Regions from separate parts of the Mus musculus genome. Here region 1 is linked to region 2. A link is a contact called in public promoter capture Hi-C data. All regions are on one chromosome and are shown on one strand. Each heading gives the region's core, a stretch centred on a gene start, on an enhancer-like site or on the middle of the called end of the contact. The rest is flanking DNA. Distances are from core to core; before and after follow the strand shown. Region 1 holds the start of Tmem229a (transmembrane protein 229A). Region 2 holds the start of Cadps2 (Ca2+-dependent activator protein for secretion 2).

Region 1 (2,700 bases), core at 125-2,624, 1.1 Mb before region 2:
CCAGAGTATGTCCTCCCAAAGAACATATGTCTTCATAAAGCTTTTTATCCAAGGAAGATTTGAACTTCTGGACAGAGTAAAATTATTACCTAGTTTCTTCTTATACATGAACAGGAGAGGGGCATAAAAGTATAACTTATTTCTAATATCCCTCCATCCCCTCTACCTGACAGAGGACAGAGAGGGAAGAAGGAGGAGAGAAAAGGGACAGGAAGCCAGGAGGGGGACTAAGGAGTGAATGAGGCCAAGGCCTGAAAGAGCAGGGGATGGGGGAGAAAAAGAAAAAGACAGGAAAAGAAAAAAAGCTCGGCTTTCCTTTACACTCCGTATTTGAAATGACCTAGTTCTGCAAGAACACACACACACACACACACACACACACACACACACACACCACACGCGCGCACACACACACACACACACACACACACACACACCACACACACACACACACACACACACACACACACACACACCCCACACACACACACACACACACACACACCACACACACACACACACACACACACACACACACACACACCCCACCCACACACACACACCACGCGCGCACACACACACACACCACACACACACACCACACACACACACACACACACACACACACACACACCCCACACACACACCACAACACACACACACACACACACACAGCACTAGTCTGCACCAGTTTTAGCAAGCATGCTGTCTTTGGTAGGGGACACCTCTACCCCCACCATCCCACTGTAGCCAGGACACAACTCAGCTACAGCTACACTGGCCTCAAGTCTTTTTGTTTTTTTGTTTTTTGTTTTTTTAAATACTGCTGGGCTTGGCCCTGAGTAAACTAGCCTAGGCAAAGACTGAAAAGGAGGATCAGTCAGGGGGGTTCCGGGCGGGGAAGGGGGGGGAGGGGGTCGGCATTCAGATGCAGGCTGCTCTGAGCAGGAAGGCAGGCTTGGAGTCTCCGGTTAACACGCTGTGACTGGGACACAGCTGGCTTTGCATAAGGACATTAAATATACAGCACCACAGTTTGGGCCCGGGCCCGGCCTCCGGCTAGTGGCACCAGGCCATTTGTCTCCGCCAGCCAAGGCCTGGCCCTGGTTTCCACGATACCGGGAATGCCCCACAGTTAGCCTTCACACCTGTTAGGGGCTTCTCCCCTCCTGCCACCAACCCAGCGGGAACCCCCTGCAGCACTTGCCCAGGGCTGCAGAGATGGCCAAAGGGGACCCGGGCGGCGCTCTTCGCCTTTCGGGGCAGACCCCTGTGAGACCCGGCGCGGGAGGCTGGGCGGGGCGGGGGCCCGGGAAGGCGGGAGAGGTCGAGCCGGGCGGAGAGGGGTATGGGAAGGGCCGGGGGAAGGGCGATCTCCGCTCGCGTAACGCTCCCTGAGCCTGCAGCAGAGGCGGCGGGGCTGAGCCGCGGAGGGGATGGAGCTGCCACCAGCCTCGGCTCTCTTCCCCACAGCCCCGGCATCGCCTCCCCTTGCCCGGCCGCGCCACTCCTTAGGCCGCGCAGGGTGATTCCCGAGCGCGGGTGAGCAACATCTCACCCTGGACTGGAGAAGAGGGCGGGCCAGGACCAAGGCACGAGGACTCCTCGCGTCCCGGGCGACCTGCGAGTCTCCCGAGCGCTGGGAGACCCCGATCCGATCGAAGCTACGTGCGCCCCTCCTCGTCCCCCGGGGCGGGGAATCGGTTCGAGGCTAGGCGGCTGGGCCCCGGGTGCCCGGGTAGCCAATGGCGGGCAGCGATGTGGCGAGTGAGGGGCCATCACCGAGGGACGGCGCGACCCGGAGACCCGGGGCCACCGGCGGACTGCGTAGCCAGGCGGCCGCCAGCTGCCCTGAGCCGCTGTCCGCTGCTGAAGCTCCGGCCGAGCGCGGCGCGCTGCCCGCCTGGATGCGCCTCTACTTCTACGGGATGCACGGCATCACCCTGGACGTGCTGGTATCCTCTGCCAGGCGCTTCGCCCGCAGCCTGGATCTGCGGATGCTGGGTTTCTCTTCACCCTACCGCTGCCTCCTGCACTCGCTCACCCACTTCGCCCTGGAGCAGCTCTACCTGCAGCGGCCGCGCTGCCCCAGCGCCTTCCTCTTCAATTTCCTGCTTTACCCCTCTGCGCACGTCGGGCTGCAGACCCTGGCTGGCCAGGCGCTACGGCTCAGCCTAGGCGGCGGGCCGGGGGGCGCGGCAGCGCCGGCGCTGGGGGCGCTCGACCTGGCGCTGCAGTACGTGCTCGCGCTCTACCACGGCCAAGTGTTCCTGAAGCGCTTCTTGTGTTTGCGGTACCCGCGGCGGCGCGACCAGCACACCAGGGACACGCTACCCGCAGCCCGGGACGCCCAGATCCTTTGGGAGGCTGGTGGCCAGCGACGAGGACCGGGTGGCGCAAGGGGCACAGAACGATCTCCTACCCAGGGACTGCCCGACCTCCTCCGCTTCCTTTTCTTCGGAATGCATGGCTTTCTGGATGAGATCTTCTTCACCTTCTTCTTCAATGTGCTGGGGCAGGGGGACAGGGCCAGCAGTGGCCACACATCCCTCTGGTCTTTCTTCATGTACGGAAGTTGTAGTTTCGTGGTGGAAAAACTCTACTTCCACCTTCACTACAGCCGTGGCTGGGGCACGTGGAAGCGGGTGCCCATCTATGTGATCTTCATCTATGCGTGGGAGTTTTCCTGGGGTCTGGGAC
Region 2 (2,700 bases), core at 146-2,645:
CACTTTGGATAAATACTCTCACAGAGTTTTGCAAAAAGTCTTCAAATACATCAATTTTAATATATGTACACACACACACACACACACACACACACACACACACACATATATATATATTTTTTCCTTACCATTGACCATCAGCTAGTAGGCATGAAACATTTTTTATTACTAAGGGACCAAAATCAAGGATTAACTAATGGAGAAGGCTCCCTAGGAGTAAATGCCCTCTTTTTTCTCCATTGAGGGACAGCATCAGTAGATGCAGAAGGAAAGTGTTTTTGTGTATCTAACCACCAAATGGCCTGGAAAAGTTTAAACTGCGGCTTGGCCCTGGGACAGAGAAGCTCAGGGCTGGTGGGTGCTTAATTTGTCCTGTTAATTCCCTGGAGATCTGCATCCTCCTTGCTGGAATGCCACCGCACACTGTTCCATGTGTTGAATGCCTGTTTTGTGCATTTCCCCTTCTGTCTGAGCTCAGGACAGAAGTTACAGAATGGCAAAAGAAACTGCGAGGCAGTTCTAGCATCGAGAAAATCGGCGCAGATAATTCAGCCTTCAGGTGCCGCTATGAGACGCCCACTTGAGGCCAGGAAAGAGAGCGACTTTGTGTTGTGTGCCCTCGCTTGTGCCTCTGTCATAAGCTAACAATGCTGGACACCGGCCTTCTCTCGGGTGTTTGTTGAATGTCTGTCCACCCAAAACAACCTGTTTTGTTTGAGTCAGTTCTATCTCAACATAGGAAACAACTGAGCTGTGTTTGTCAGAGTTTCATTTTTCAAACGTAAAATCTAATTTGCTCGCGGGTTTGCCGGAAACAACAGGAATACCTACCAGTTTAAAAGACCCCACCCCACCCCGGACCGGACCGGCCGCTGCGCCAACTTTTCTTTTAATGCCCGTGCTGTGACGATTACAATTTGGACTTCTTGGAGAGTGTCCCACTGCAACGAAGGGAGAGAGACTTTTTTCAAGTCTCCTAGAAAGAATAATACTTCGAGGGGAAGGCAGCCGGTCCCACTTTTCAGCACTCAGGTTTCACAAATCAGGTCCCAGCACTGTCCGGAGCTCTCTCTTGGAGACTGTGTTTGTTCCCCGTCCCTATCCCGCCGCCACCCCTACAGAAAGCCTGCAGGACTACTGGGTGCATGGTGGCCCGGGGTCGTCTGTGCTCGTCTGGGCTCGGCATCACCCGCCCTCTGCAAACTGCGCGCTCCGGGGCGCCCGGCACACCCGCCGCCCGGTCCAGGCGGTGGCGGGCGCGGCGGCGCGCGCACGCGCACTTCGCGTCCCCGCGTCCGCTCCTCGACATTCCGTTCCACGTGTTGCTCGGGAGGCGCCACAGGTTCCTCACCTGCGCGGGCGGCGGGGGTCGGCGGCGGGGCTGGGCGCGCGCGCGGGCTGGACGCCCGAGGCTGGGCGCGCGGTCCCCGGGCGCCCCGAGCGCCCCCGCGCTAACTCCGCCTCTCGCCTCCCGCCGCTCCGCTCGCCCGCCCCGCGTCCTGGCCGCGGCAAACACTCGGGCGCCGAACTCGACGTGTCCGGAAAGCCCGGGCCACTTTCCCTTTCGTTCTGCGGCCGCGGCGCACCGACCTAGGTTCCCGCGGACCCGCGGGGACAGCTGCGCTCGGCGAGAAGCCCCAGGGATCGCGGGCCAAGCCCAGGCGTCCCAGCCAGCACCATGCTCGACCCGTCTTCCAGCGAGGAGGAGTCGGACGAGGGGCTGGAGGAGGAGAGCCGCGAGGTGTTGGTGGCGCCGGGCGTCTCCCAGCGAGCGCCGCCGGCCGCGGCTCGGGAAGGGCGGCGGGACGCGCCGGGACGCTCCGGTGGTGGCAGCGGCGGCGGAGCGGCCAGACCCGTGAGCCCGAGCCCCTCGGTACTCAGCGAGGGGCGAAATGAGCCCGAGCTGCAGCTGGACGAGGAGCAGGAGCGGCGCATCCGCCTGCAGCTCTACGTCTTCGTGGTGAGGTGCATCGCGTACCCATTCAACGCCAAGCAGCCCACCGACATGGCCCGGAGGCAGCAGAAGGTGAGTGGCGGCGGGACTGGGAGCCTCCCGCGGCCACTTACCCCTCTCATCCTCCCGCCCCCGGGGGCTTTCTCCTGGGAGAGTTCAGGGCACCTGCTGCCGTCCTTCTGCGAAGGGCTGGACACTATTTTAGTAGGTCTTTGAGGGGTGTCTGGGACAGGTTGGAGTGCTTAGGTCTTTAACCCCAGCCGGAGCTAACCAGAGCTGGCCTGAACTGGCAGGAGCTGGCAGCTGCACCTCACCATCCCCAAGACATGGACTGATCAGCTGATCCCACCTTGCAGGTCCTGCAGTAATTAAACCTGGGCAGATTAGGTTGGGACAGGGTTAGAATACAACTCGCAACAACTTTAATTTGGGCTGCTGTGGGGTGTATGAGCTGGGCTTTGCCCTTAAGACAGACTGAGTGTGTAGCTAGATGAAGCAGGTGGAACACGGATACTTTCCCATAACAGAGAAATCTCCACTAGGGCAAGGGACTAGACATTTTCTTGGTGAATTAAAAGCAAAGTTATATTGCTAAGTTTTCTGTGTGGCTAAACAATCAGGGCATGACATGCAAACAGCGAGGAAGCTATGCATCCAGAGAGGCTATGAGTAATTCTAGGCCATGGCAGGCTTAATGAAGTCCACTGTTAATGACAGGTGAAGGACTAGCTAATGCTTTGCTTATG

The links. Promoter capture Hi-C pulls out the DNA fragments that hold promoters and counts their contacts.
Region 1: a contact with region 2 is called in a promoter capture Hi-C map of liver, with 2.9 times the contacts expected there. The contact joins the promoter of Tmem229a here to the promoter of Cadps2 in region 2. A contact is called at or near these places in 1 of 39 promoter capture datasets (liver), 1 of 484 Hi-C or Micro-C datasets (embryonic stem cells) and 1 of 115 datasets of contacts at active chromatin or transcription factors (embryonic stem cells).

Annotation. Positions count from the first base shown.
Region 1 is chr6:24,954,799-24,957,498 of GRCm38.p6, reverse strand. It overlaps Tmem229a (transmembrane protein 229A), which reads left to right and starts at 1,374. Exons shown (of 1, transcript NM_177013.3): 1 at 1,374-2,700. The coding sequence starts at 1,746.
Region 2 is chr6:23,838,116-23,840,815 of GRCm38.p6, reverse strand. It overlaps Cadps2 (Ca2+-dependent activator protein for secretion 2), which reads left to right and starts at 1,395. Exons shown (of 30, transcript NM_153163.4): 1 at 1,395-2,026. The coding sequence starts at 1,679.